3 separate regions of the Mus musculus genome follow, and all the other regions are linked to region 2. Evidence: chromatin contacts called from public HiChIP or PLAC-seq data. All regions are on one chromosome and are shown on one strand. Each heading gives the region's core, a stretch centred on a gene start, on an enhancer-like site or on the middle of the called end of the contact. The rest is flanking DNA. Distances are from core to core; before and after follow the strand shown.

Region 1 (4,422 bases), core at 565-3,064, 100 kb before region 2:
TTTATCCACAAGTGCCTTTCAGACAGGACACGTGATGACACATAGACAAATCTGGTGAGGTGGAGCTGAAACTAGGGTACCTCTGAGGTTTAGGGGAGTCAGGTCCATGGAGCACATGGGCAGCCGATGCGTGGGAGGCAGGGGGAGCCTCTGTCTAGGGATGGGAGAGGGTGAGCCCCACGTGCTGCTGGACACTGTAAGAACTGGGAAGCACTGACACTCATGTGTAGGCCTGCCAGCTTGCTAGTCCTTCCCCAAGCATGGGACTTGGGGATGGATTCCTAGTAGAGGGCTGAGGTGGGGTACCTTAGTGAGAGGGTTCAGGAAGGGGGAATAAGACAGAAGTCGTGAGACTGTGAAGAAGCAAAGGGCCAATTCAAGTGTTCCCAAAGTTTCAGAGCAAAACGGCTGCAAAACCAGAGAGGAGGTGTGTCTGGGGGAGTCCATAGTCAAACACAGAAGAGGATAGTGGAAACCTGGAAGAGCATTGATTATCTGTCTAAGTTAAAAATCACTCTGTACTACTGTGTGAGAAACCCAGTGTTGGGTGAGCATAAAGGAGGGAGCTAGAAATTGAGGCATGGATAAGGTGGGCAAATGTTCCCTGGTGTTAGGAAGGAAGTCCTAGAGTGGAGCGGTGTGTTTAGAATGGCAGCTCGTATCCAGACCTCACACCAGGCCAGCAAGGGCCACTGGAGAGGAAGGTTTATTGTGGGGGAAGAAGGGAAGAGAAAAGGACAAAAGGAGGGAGAAGAAGAGGAGGAGGAGGAGGAAGAGGGAGAAGAAAAGGAAGAGGAAGAAGAAAAAGGGGTGAAGGTTGGGGGCTCTGCCTTTTATTCGGGCCATGATGTAATCACCCACACTACCTCGCACAGGTAAGACACAGGCAGGTGAACACTGGGAATGTATGGCGGTTGCCCTTGTCAACTATGGGTGATGTTATCACTGGATTCGGGGGCTGTAGGCTCCGATGCCAACAGGAGCCCCAAGCCATCTTCCCCCTCCCCCAAGAAGGGCTGCGTTTTGCCTGTTGATGTGGTTTCTTACCCTGCCTCGGTTGGCCTCTCTTTTCTGAGACTCAGGATAAGGCACTCATGCTAGAACTGAGGCAGATTGCCAACATAATGGGAGAGGTTTGGGTCTAAGGTAAATGCTAGCATAAGTGAGATGATTGTAAGAAAACATTTCCTCTTTGCATAATCAATTATTACCAGTTTTGTTTCTCTTGCCCCATGGTGTGCTGAAATACCTTGCATTTTGAAGTGAGTCTTTTTGTGTTGGGTTTATTCGCACCATCATCATGGCGCAGAGGCTTCCCCTTGAGTAAGTCTAACTGAGGTAGTGTTTGTTCTTTGCACACAGGCTAAAAAACCACAGACAAAATCACAGACCTTAGCATGCAAACAAAGAGAATTGATCAATTGCCATAAAGTCCATAATCAATGGCCTTTACAAAATCTCCGTTCTCCTTTCTGTTTAAAAAAACAAAACAACACACAAACAAACCAACCAACCAACCCAGCTTGAGACTTTTAAAATCCACCTCTCTTGAGAAATCAATGTGGTGTGAACTTGAACAGTTCACACTTAATTCCTGTGTGATTTTTCTTGTGGTATTGCCAAGGGCTGAGTGTAGCATGACCAAGGAGCCTGTGAAGGACACACACGCCCTTTAAAACACCCGAGGAAATCCGAGGACTGGATTGAAAAGCAGAGGCTGGTTGAGAATGCTGGATGTAAGAAAGGAGCGTGTAGGAGGCAGGCTGAATGTGAGCTTCTAGTGGATGGGCTCTGCCAATTGACGTCAGCAACAGGAGCCGCCCCCGGATGCTGCCGACCAGCTGGGCAAGCCAACTGTGCGGGCTGCGCCGAGTGCAGAGATGTTTGCACCGTGCCCCTGACAGCATCACTCTCAGATTCAGGCTGTCATCTGTGCTAGCACAAGCCCTGGAGAAAGGGTGTCCTTCTGAATCCACTCTACTCAGTTACATAAGTCAGGAAGATCCAGAACATTAAATCAGATCTGAAAGCAGTAATGATACCATCGAACCCACAGCTTTGGGAAACATGATTCTGCGAGTTCCTGTAGAGCTCAGTATCTTGACCTTCCCAGCTGTGCGTGATTACGGCGTGATTTTATAGACTGATGGTGGCCTCTGCAGAAATGCAGGGAAAGCCCAGAGAAAGAGGGTCCCTAAGTTACTAGAGACTTCACAACCAGTTACTGGGTGCTTGGGAGAGGACGGGTGATGTGCCACACACTTAAGTCAGTGCGCAGAGGAAACGGTACTGCCCGCTCTCCTGTTGGCCCAGTGGAAGAGGCAAAAATAAAAAGCAGACGTAGGTAAGGTGTTCTGCCCAAGATGTCCCCATGCAGACAGCAGAGTCTGGGGGTTGGAAGGAAGAAGGTGGGAGTCAGCTTGTGTCCCAAGTATAGGTTTCCTTGAGAAAGTTATCTGGACATCGGCTTGAGAAGGTGAGAACAGAGCCACACAGATGTGGTGGGAGGAGCCTGAACCACACAGATGTGGTGGGAGGAACATGCCAGGCAGTTGGGCTGCACTCCCCATGTGCATCGTCACCATCTATAATAGCTGAGGGGGACAGCCTTCCTCTGTTACCCATCATGTGGCAGGCACAGAGTTGGTGCCAACTTCCTAAGCATGGATCGGGACTTCCGATTTCCAGGTTGTTAGAAGCAGAGGGTCTGGGTTGATTTCAGAAAATCAGATAGATTGATGTTCTGGATATGTGTATGTTTCCCCGGGGTGCAAGGTTACTAAAACTTGGCTATCACTTGGCCATCACACAAACATCTGAAGGTATGTGTAGGACTTCATGGAGGTCAGGAAGGATAGATTTCAGGAAGTGTTTCAGATGGACTTTTAACCTTACCCAGAGATCCATGTGATAAATTGTTAATCTCCAGGGTGCTAGTGGGAGGTGACTGAATATCTAAGCTGTGAGTCTTAGTGGAATGCCTTCAGGTCCTCCAGGATCTGAGTCTGAAGGGAGTTGCCAGACTCTTGCCTTTCCTTCTCTTTTGTTTCTGGGCTTGGCTCTGGCCTGTGTTCCCATCAAGATGACAGACACAGGCCCCAAAGAAACAGGACCATGGGCTGGAGGTCCCAAAACTTTAAGCCCAAATAAGCTTTTAATCTTTATAAGTGAGCCCTCTTAGACATTTTATCACAGAATCTATACTAACAGAATTTATAATATATGGAAAGCTATAATAACCTGATTTAACCCAGGTTCAAAATATAGATGATGGAAATACAGAAAGAAATAGAGTGTACCATAGACCTGCAGAAGGCTCCCTTTCCATCACCGAGGGAGTATTGACCCAAATACAATAGGGAAGCAATCACTACTAGGGTAGGGAAATAGCTAAGAGGAAAGCAGATTGTACAGTCCTGTAACTCTTCAGGACTGGGGTGTTTGTGCCCACTCACAGCAGTGGGAGACCTTGATTCTATAGGGGGTGGCTGGCTGAGGAGACAGATGCCCCGTTGTTATTCTTTGTCTCATTATTTTTTAAAGGTTTATTTTATTAATATATGTAAGTACACTGTAGCTGTCTTCAGACACTCCAGAAGAGGGAGTTAGATCTTGTTGAGGATGGTTGTGAGCCTCCATGTGGTTGCTGGGATTTGAACTCTGGACCTTCGGAAGAGCAGTCGGGTGCTCTTACCCACTGAGCCATCTCACCAGCCCCTCTTTGTCTCATTATGCTGCTTAGTTTTATGTCAATTTGACACAAGCTAGTCATCAAAGAGGAGACCTCTATAAGATTCATCTGTAGGTTATTTTCTTAATTAGTGATTGATGGGAGGGCCCAGTCCATTGTGGGTGGTGCTATCCCTGGGCTGGTGATTCTGGGTTCTACAAGAAAGCAGACTGGGCAAGCCATGACGAATAAGCCTGTAAGCAGCAGGCCTCCATGGCCTCTGCATCCAGTTTCTGCCTCCAGGATCCTGCCCTGTTTGAGTTCCTGTCCTGATTTCCTTCATTGATGGACTATGGATGTGAAAGAGTAAGTCAAATACAGTTTTTCCTCCACAACTTGCTTTTGGTCATGGTGTTTTTTTGTTTGTTTGTTTATCATAGCAATAGTAACCCAAACTAGGACACTTATCAAGAAAATAACTAGGCCGGGTGTGGTGGCGCACACCTTTAATCCCAGCACTCGGGAGGCAGAGGCAGGCAGATTTCTGAGTTCGAGGCCAGCCTGGTCTACAAAGTGAGTTCCAGGACAGCCAGGGCTATACAGAGAAACCCTGTCTTGAAAAAACCAAAACCAAAAAAAAAAAAAAAAAAAAAAAAGAAAGAAAATAACTAATAAATGGACACAACAGGACAGCAAAGCAAAAATTTTATTTTATATATACACACACACATTTAAATGAAGTACACTGGCAC
Region 2 (4,505 bases), core at 1,805-4,304:
AACCTGTGGAAGAAGCAGTTTGTTTGGCTTACAAGTCTAGGATACAGCCCATCATGGAGAGTAAATCAAGGCAGGAAGCCAGGAAAGTTAGCCATATCCCATCCATAGTCAGGAGCAGAGAGAAATGGATCCATTGGTGCTGCCTGCTTGCAATTCCACACAGCAGTACCTCTGACCAAGGAACTTAACCCACCGCTGAGGAAGACAACAGAAACCATGCAAGAGGATGCATGCTAGCCAGCTCACACAGGCTTATGCTCTGCCATCTTTTGTAGCCTTGGGCCACCTACATAGGGAATGGTGTCACTCACAGTGGACTGGGCACTCCTACACTATTTAAAAATCAAGACAATCCTCATAGACATGCCCACAGGCCACCTTGATCTAGACATGTCTTCCACTGAAACTCTCCTCATAGGCGATTCTCAGCAGTGGCAAGGTGACATGTAAAACTAACCAGCATGATGGTATTCAAATCCATACAGCAATTCAAGAATTGTTGCCTGTGCTGTTACATCAGGCCTTCTGCATCTATCTGGGATAGATGTTCTAGTTAAGAAGCTCCGACCCCTGGGGGGGTGGAGAGAGAGAGAGAGGGAGGGAGGGAGGGAGGGAGGGAGGGAGAGAGAGAGAGAGAGAGAGAGAGAGAGAGAGAGAGAGAGAGAGAGAGAGAGAGAGAGAGAGAGAAAGAGAGACAGAGATAGAGACAGAGAGAGAAATGAGAGACCATTGTTGAACACGTATACAGCTGTCAGATGACACTGCTCTGCAAAGCAAGAAGGAACCAGAGGAGGACAGGTATCCTGCGTCATCCAGGCATGCTTGTTTCTTGGATAGCTTTTTGATCAGACAGTCTTGAGAAGAGACCCATAGGATTGAGGGAGAAATGTGTAGAGCTGCTGGGGGGGGGGGATAAGGGAGGGTAGGAGTTGAGGGGTCACAGAGGAGGCCAGGTCAGGCTTTGAAAGCCACGGTACACTTGGCATTTACTCTGAGAAGATGGATAGGCAGTGTGTGTGCTCTTGGAGCAGCAGGAAGATGACCGATCCTATCCGTGAAGCATGACTGGTGGGTGGAATGTGGGGCCCGATGAGACGCTTTGGTGATGTACAGGGTGGACTGTGTGAGGGCAGCGCAGGGGTGGCATGACTTAGGGGTGTTGTAGCAAAAGGGTTGCATGGGTGCGTGCATGGTGGTGCCTATAAAACCGACAGGTAAATGTTAAGTCGAAGAGGAGAGCCAAGCAAGCACTAGAGATTATCATACGAGCACGGGAAGGCAGCTTCCTTGCCTCAGACGTCACTTGGTCTCACAGAAGGGAAGTAACACACAATGTAAGCTGACCTAACACCCAGGGTGGGACTCCCAAACTGAGCAGGATAAGTCATAATGTGTGCAGATCTTCCTGATTGGCTGTCCCAGGAGTGGGAAGAGAGGGAACAGAAATGGAGGGGATTCTAGGCTGGACTATGGCATAGAGAGGGGGTGACAGGCAGACTAAGGGGAGAAGCTCAGAGGTCAGACTTCTCCATCTGTTATTCTGTAGTGTGGCTCTGAGCTCACCATCTTGCCAGTGTCCCCGTTTCTCTCCAGCGTTCTTCAGAGCTACCAGGATCGCCCCTGTATGGGATCCTGTGTTTGTGGCTCCTCCACTCCGGTCTCACTCTCCTTCAGCTGATCTCCTTATCTCTTTCCCCACTAAACATCAGAAAGCATCCTGCCCCAGAGCCATACACTGGGTCCTTTTTACTCTCTTTTGTTTAAGTCACAGTGTCTAACCCATAGCTTTTAAATCACGCGACTTAGGATAACTATGAATGTGGCCCAACAAAAACTTAAACATATTTAAAATACTTTGAGATTTTTTTTTCCTTGCCAGATTTCTTTAGGGGATGGGGGTGTAGGACTAGATTTAAGCAATTCCGTAGAGTTCCATTCTAAAATGTATCTCTGGGAACTGGCCATAATTTTGGAGATGTGTGGTTAGCCCCAAAGCATAGAAATAATGCATGTTCCCTTTTCTCTGTGTTGTATGGGATCCTGGAACATCTGTTAGAACTCTTCCTGATTCTTTTGCACCCCAGCCCAGTGGTCTGTGTATGACCTAGAGTGATAGAGGGTTTTCCTGTGATGACCTCAGAGGCTGGAGAACCTCTGTGGCCACCTCCCTGTGGTTCCTGCAGGGCATCTTGGCCTTAGAATGGGGTGAAATGGGATAAGTGAGTGGCTGAGAGCACATGGGGGCAGGGGGAAGATTCATTGTATGTAGCATTGACAGTTACTTTAAATCTATTTGGGCGAGGGGGGGGGGGACGACGACTCCTTTAAATGGATTCAAAAGTGGAGAAAATCACAACCCATTCATTGTAGCCTACACTAGAGGAGGTTGTTATATCACTAAAGAGAGCACGTACAATCCACAGGCCTTAGCCACAACCCTTAGACATTTAAGGCTTTTCCATTTAAAGGGCAATCTACAAGAGACAATGTTGAGGAAGGTGAGAGAGGGGTCTTTCCTAGAAGTTGGGGTCCAAGAGAACAGGTACCAGGGGCTGACAGATGAACCTAGAATTCCACGTAACAGTCCTCTGCATGGGCTTTGTGGGGGTCCCTCAGTGATAGAAACACCTGTCTTTCCTAAGTCTGGACACACAGGCAGATAAGGTTCTCTTTGTTTCTGGACACAGAGACTCACCCAGCATTTTCACTTGAAGACTGCGCTGTTCTAGATGTTATGACGTCATGAGTCTTGAGTGAAAAGTAGGGAACCCCTGCATGCCTAACAGGGATCTGCTGAGAAGGACAGGGATGTGGCAAGGGCTTCTTCTACCTGCCTGGAGAGGAGTGGGGGTCTGGGAGCTGGGTTACATAGCTAAAGCCATTACCCTGGGCCGATGCTGTGAGATTTGTCGGCTCCATTCCACCAATCCTCTCCCCATCACCTAGTCAAAATTCTTTTTAGAAAACAAATGGCATTGGCCAACTGTCAGGCTCCACTAGATCCTTCCTCCCTGCTCCGCCATCCCCTCATCTTCCCGCGTCTGCTGCCATCTGGCGGGAGAGGAAGAAATCACTCTTTGATCTTAGCTGGGTGAAGTCTATGGGATAGTTTTAGCTTGCAGAGTGGAAGTCTGGCGATCTCTAGCTCCCTGTCAGAGACTCTAAAGTCGCTGGAAACTGCTCTGAGGGAGGAAGTGAGTGGAGTGTACAAAGAAACAGCGAGCACGTGAGCGAGCGAATGAACCGGCGCAGATGAATGACGGGTGAACTGGGAGGATGGAGTGAGCAAATACACAACAAGCACGTGATCACAGACATGCAGGGATGCCTACCTTCCTGGGAAGCTAGGTCCAGCAGCAGCTCAACCCTGGGCGGAGGCTGCTCAGGTCAAACTGAGGAAAGTTTTCAGACCGCTTTCTGTGGAAGTAAGAGCAAACGAGGTCTGGGGAGGGGCAAGTTTTGAACGGACTTCCTGCTCAGGAGTATCATATGAATAATGGCAGGTGTATTGGAAGGATATGGCCCTCCTGGTGCTGATGTCTATATGAATATATGCTGTGGGTATCCAGGCTACAGGGCTTGGCAGAACCATTGGTTTCTCTGACACTGGCATGTTTTCACTGGGAAGCTGTGAGGATGTATGTCGTGGGGCGCGTTGTTGCATGTGAACTCAGGAAGTAGCTGGCTGTTAGTTGTAACAGCAGCGTGAACTCACACCCAGCCATCTCAAAAGCGTTCTCTCTTGACAGGTGCCCGAAGCCTATGTTTCTTAGTATAGCAATTCATACCCTGGATTCTGCATTTGGAAAAATTGTGTACAAATCATCTTAGTTTGTTGATTTATTTTTGCCTTTGGGGGCAGAGTCTGGCTATGTAACATAGGCTAGCCTCAAACACAAATCCTCCTGTTTCTGACTTCTGAGTGCTGGGATGAGAGGCATGCATGTGCCACCAGGCCCTTTAGACATCTGTTCTTGATGGAGATCTCCAAAGGTCAACCCTATCCCCACAAAATCTACTTTGCTAGTTAGGTTTGAGGAATGTGTAGTTGGCAGTCTATCAGCGGATTCTTGGAAGACATGGTGGAACCTAGGACCAAAAAGAACACAGAGCGCAAGCACACAGAGGGCTGTGCTGGAAGATCTTTCATTTTAGAATATTTTAACTTGTTCTCAGATAATTTCATATCATATAGGTATACAATTTATCTTGATTATAACTGACACAAATCCCCCCACTCCTCCCAGATCCTCCAATCATTCTCACCTTCATGTTCTTTTCTTTTAAACAATATAATCCAATTTATTCTACCTGCATGCCCATGGGTGTTGGATCATCCATAGGAACATGGACAATTGACTATAGTTCACATCCTGGAAGAGAAATGGCACCTGCTTAGCCTGCCCTCAGCAGCCACCACTTGCCAATAGCTCCTCAGCTATTATGAGTGGTCTCATAAGTTCTGCCCTCACCCAAGCTGGAGTGTTTATTGGCTTAAATTTGCA
Region 3 (4,645 bases), core at 669-3,168, 87 kb before region 2:
TGTTTTTTTCCAACACAGAACATTTTATAGCACATCGCTTCTCTGTGTCCTTCATTGTCTTGTCTCTGATTTTATGACAGTAAGAGTTTATTCTGGCTTATGTTCAAGGGGCTATCTTCCATTACTGTTGGGAAGGTGTGGATGGCAGAATGACTGTTCCCTATTGTATCCATACTCTGGAAGCAGACAGTGCGCCAATGAGAAATGGAAGTAGGCTATAAAACCTCAAGGCCCACCCTCAGTGACTCACTTCCTCCAGCAAGGCTCCACCCTACTCAAGGTTTCACAGCCTTCTCAAACAGCCCTACTGCTAGGGGCCCACAAGCCTAAGGGGACATTTCACATTTACACCACACACGGCCTTAAAAGACTGACCTAATATGCGTTCACACCATTATGCCTTCACACCAGGTACCAGTGTGTTCTGAGACAGAAGCCAAGTTTTTGCCTGATACTTCTTCCAATGTCGCAGTCACCTCCAGAAACTGCCTTGGGAGTATCAGGACTTGTTTACTGCCCTAAGACATTCAGAAACATCAGTCATGGGATACTAACCAAGGCCCAAGGGCATGTTCTCAAAAGGATCTGTGGTTGTGTCTAGAAGGTCTGTGATCTTTTCTACAAGATTCCAGGTGCAGAGACACTCCTGGCAGACAGGAGTCTTGGTTAGCATTTCAGAGGCACACTCTTCCCTCCCATCCTGGAATGACTATGTCCACATTAATCAAGGTTCACTTGCAGGTATTTTTGTGCACTGTTTTTAACTCTTATTTTTGCATGAGGCAAGTTAGAAAGCAGGCATACTCAAATTTAAGCAATAAGTTCCTCAAAATTGCGAGGAGTCTTACTATCTTGTAAAAGTCAGACCTCAAAGATTTTAAGGAATTATTTTATGTTTATGTGTTTTGCCTGCATGTGTGTCTGTGCTCCACATACCTGTCTGGCGTCCCTGGAGGTCAGAGAGGACACTGGATCCCCTGAATTTGGAGTTATGGAAGGTTGCGATCTGGGTGCTTAGACCCCAACCCAGGTCCTTTGCAAGAGTAGCAAGTGCTTTAGATTGTTGAATAGTCACTCCAGGCGAAGGCAAAGCGTTTTCTATAACAAACTGCAAGATGCTTTCATGTTCCCTCTTACTTTAAACTCAGGGGTTAAGAGCACTGACTGGTGTTCCAGAAGACCCAGGTTCAATTCTCAGCACCCACATGTCAGCCCACACCTGTCTGTAACTCTAGTTCTAGGGCTTCTGACAGCCTCACATAGACATACATGCAGGGAAAACACCAAGGAACATAAAATGCAAAGTAACTAAGTATGTATGTGTGTGTATGTAAATAAAAATAAAATAATAAAAAAATAATAATTATTAAAAAAAAAAAAGACTATCTAGCTAGTGCCTTAGAGAGGGCTGAGGCCTTTCTTAAACAGATGTGCTCAGCTAAGGAAGAGGCAGGACACACGCAGCCCTGGTGGTTTGTTGCAGCAGAATTGAAGCTGCAGGGTGCTGGCGTCAGCAGAGCTGAGAGACTTCCTGAAGGGGAGAAATTCTCTGGCTGCTAGGTGCCCTTCCCCCACCACACATGCCGAGGAGTTGAATCCAACAAAGATGCTAGTGTGTGCTTAAATACAGGGAAGGTACAGGTGTATTCGAGAATAAAATACAGACAGTGTGTTTTATGGTTCTCAGTCCTCGTGCCGTACATTTGTGAGCAGCGCTCCCGGAGAAGGAAGGCAGAGGGTTATTTAACTGGTCTCATGGCCTCACTGCTTTCCATGCACGGGCAGCCTGGATGCGCTCCCTCGGTCCTCTGCCCGGCTGGGCTCCAGTGCCAGGCGACTCTGCACTAAGCTAATGCTTCCCTGTCTTGGTCTTCAACACCCGGGGCGCTCTGCTCTGGGCAAGGATCCAGGCTGCAGCAATGACGCAAGTGCTCTTGAGCACAGGGGCGGGGCCAAGCGAAGACAGGCGCCACCCACCCTGTCTTGTCCTTGGTGAATGTCAGTGGCTGGACTCAGTCCTCCCATCAGGACCTGCCTGACCCACTCCTTCCTCAAGTCAGCTCCCGATTCCCCCTGTCTCTCTACTGACATCCATCCACAACTCCATCTGCAGATAAATTTTCAAGATGCACCATTATATCCATTTTTGAATGCTTAAAAAAAAGGCCTAATAGATTTCTAATCCAGCTTCCCTAATTTTCTGTAAAAAAAAATTATTTTATCCACTGATAGCTGCCTGACCCACCAAAGTCCATCAATCAACAGTTTAAGGAAACTCAGTTATATTTACTACATATAATCTGTTACTTATGACAGGAGATAGGCTGAGACATGACCGATGAAGGTTATTTTCGAAACTGTCTTAAGGCTAAGACCTCGTGCTGATTTCTTCTTCATTGTGCACCCAAATTGCCACGTGTCACATTCAATATAAAATATGCCATCAGCAGCCTTTGTGGGCCACATCCTGCTGATGTTGAGTGAAGATGTCATTAGCTTTCTTTTTACTGGTCGCCTTGCCCCAGTCCCTCTCTGGAAACATCTCCATCCTTGCTGGAGGATGTGGGGGAGGGAGCTGTGGGCAGCTGCTATGGTTGCAAGTAACTTGCCTTCCTTAGTTGGTAATCCTGGACTTATGAAGACGTGCAGTCAGCTCACTCTGCAGTAAAGATGTGGAGCGAAGAAGATGAGGGCTGAGAACGATGGCTTCTGCCACAGTATGTGGTTCCGGGGTACCTCACAGTACTGTTTGCTGGATCCATCCCCAGCCTTAGCTGTTTTTAACACAGCCAGAGAAAACCAAGACTCCAGAAGAGAAAGGTCTGGAAGCCCAAAGAACAGACCCTGCTGGGTGTTATATAAGGTCTTTGAGTACATTTGGGGACTGAGGAAAGGAAGTTAGAATTGTTCTGGACTTAGGAAGAGTCAGAGCAAACCCTTTGCAGCTCCTTATTCTGAGGCCAGTGTTCTGAGGGTAGCACACAGAATTTCCCCCAGCCACATACTCTGCCCACCCCTGTCCATTGTAAGTGACATGGTTATGTGATGTGAAGTTTCTGGCATGCTAGCTTCAGGACACTCCTCAGTCAGGCAGCAGGCATCCTAGGCAGAGCTCACGGAGCACAGATACCCAACCTTGCACTGGCCTGTGTGGATAACTACATCCCATGGATGCAGTGAATTCTACTTCTATTGCATCCCTAATGACCCCACCCCCACCCCCCATGCTCTCTCCACTGCTTAGCCCCTGGGTCCATCTGCTGGGCTCTCACTCTGGTTGGAGACATAGGGAAGGCGCTGTAAGCCTGAACCTCCAACCTTCCAGGGTAGCAAAGGTGAGCCACCTCCGTTTGCTGATAGCCAGCCATGATTAGAGACATTAGAGCAAACATGTGTATGTTATTAGAGACCTGCATGTATGCCCACATCCCAGTGTAAGCCATTCAGGATCCCCACAGCTCTTTCTAGATTGCTTTCCCAGTGGATGCACAGCTCCCTGATTCTCATGCATAGCTGAGTTTTGTTCTGTGTGACAACGGGGCATCAGGGTAGGAGATGCTTACAGTCTGTGTCACTACCAGCCACCAGCACTGCTTGCAATTCATTTGTGCTACGGCAGGGTCTAAGGTCAACAGTTCTGCCTGACCTCCAGACCCCCACTAGCCTGAAAACCCCATTTCCCACTCTTCTTGTAATAGAACACCTGCACATCCAGCCACCCTGCAAAACCATCTCCACTACGCAGGAGAAATTGGCTCTGCACGCTCTTGCTTGCATTAACCGCAGCATCAAGAGCATGCTCTGTGCACAGTTGCAATCCTCAAAATATAAAGATATCTATATAAAGACATATAAAAAATAAAGATAAAAATTTAAAGTTTGCTTTTGTTTGTTTTTTGTTTTTGTTTTTTCCCCTGTGGAGAAAGGTGCTCCTGGTTCCCTCCTCCTTCCCTGCACTGCGGGGGTGGTGGTGGGTGGATGGAGGCGGGGGTGTTGTCCACGTGCCGGGCATGACGGCCTAACAGTTTGATTTATGAGTCTGATAATAAAAATCCCATTAGGCTCTTCTCATTGAGAAAAAGGAACAGCAGAAAAAAAAAGCTATGTGTGTCACCAGGCAGCATTGACGCAGGCGGCTCTGACGCAGCAGCCTCAGGCCGGGTGGGGGGGCGCAGGGGAACCATGAGGGGCGCGCGAGGGCCGGCTGCCTGAGAGCAGGGCCGCCTGGCTGCTTCTGCCTCCCCCACAATCCCAGCCCCTCTGCCGCCACACTTTGCTTCCTCCATTAGCCACTGTACCCCTCTAGCACTCTCTATTGCCCCCAGGTGCCACCCACTCCCACCCCATTGTCTTTACAGTGCCCCAGGCTCCAGGAGACCCTGCAGCATCTCAAGGACCCTCCCTGTGCCCGCAGGATGACCAAAGCACCCCCTGGGGTGGGAGAAAAGGGTGGCAGGGATGGGGGCTTGCAGGGCTCCTTCTCTGAGTTAAGTGTGAAGCAGGTAGGAGCTAGAGGGAGACTACAGCACTGCTAAACAGGGGACTCCCACAGATGCAAGTTGTACCCCCAACTCCCTTCTCCATGCAGTGCCTGTTCTTCACCACCAGAGTTTTATTTTGTTTAAAAAGTCATTCAGACTGGAAA

Evidence for each region. HiChIP or PLAC-seq counts read pairs in DNA pulled down with a chosen protein or histone mark.
Region 1: a contact with region 2 is called in an H3K27ac HiChIP or PLAC-seq map of neural progenitor cells, with 5 times the contacts expected there. The contact joins two enhancer-like sites. A contact is called at or near these places in 1 of 15 datasets of contacts at CTCF or cohesin (the NIH/3T3 cell line), 43 of 484 Hi-C or Micro-C datasets (the AML12 cell line, B cells, B-cell progenitors and 30 more) and 12 of 115 datasets of contacts at active chromatin or transcription factors (bone marrow-derived macrophages, craniofacial prominence, embryonic basal ganglia and 9 more).
Region 3: a contact with region 2 is called in an H3K27ac HiChIP or PLAC-seq map of neural progenitor cells, with 3 times the contacts expected there. The contact joins two enhancer-like sites. A contact is called at or near these places in 1 of 15 datasets of contacts at CTCF or cohesin (the NIH/3T3 cell line), 3 of 484 Hi-C or Micro-C datasets (cerebral cortex, cranial neural crest and forebrain) and 5 of 115 datasets of contacts at active chromatin or transcription factors (double positive thymocytes, forebrain, heart atrium and 2 more).

The regions. Positions count from the first base shown.
Region 1 is chr17:8,486,182-8,490,603 of GRCm38.p6, forward strand. No RefSeq gene overlaps it. Among named protein-coding and RNA genes, the nearest start is that of T, 54 kb to the left of the region's middle. Within about 2 kb of position 1,815, at least 48 of the 459 cell types and tissues checked have an H3K27ac peak or open chromatin away from gene starts, as enhancers often do. A contact at or near this core is called in neural progenitor cells, where this site is marked.
Region 2 is chr17:8,589,802-8,594,306 of GRCm38.p6, forward strand. It overlaps a transcript of Pde10a not described here. Among named protein-coding and RNA genes, the nearest start is that of Gm46585, 140 kb to the right of the region's middle. Within about 2 kb of position 3,055, at least 15 of the 459 cell types and tissues checked have an H3K27ac peak or open chromatin away from gene starts, as enhancers often do. A contact at or near this core is called in neural progenitor cells, where this site is marked.
Region 3 is chr17:8,504,338-8,508,982 of GRCm38.p6, forward strand. No RefSeq gene overlaps it. Among named protein-coding and RNA genes, the nearest start is that of T, 72 kb to the left of the region's middle. Within about 2 kb of position 1,919, at least 235 of the 459 cell types and tissues checked have an H3K27ac peak or open chromatin away from gene starts, as enhancers often do. A contact at or near this core is called in neural progenitor cells, where this site is marked.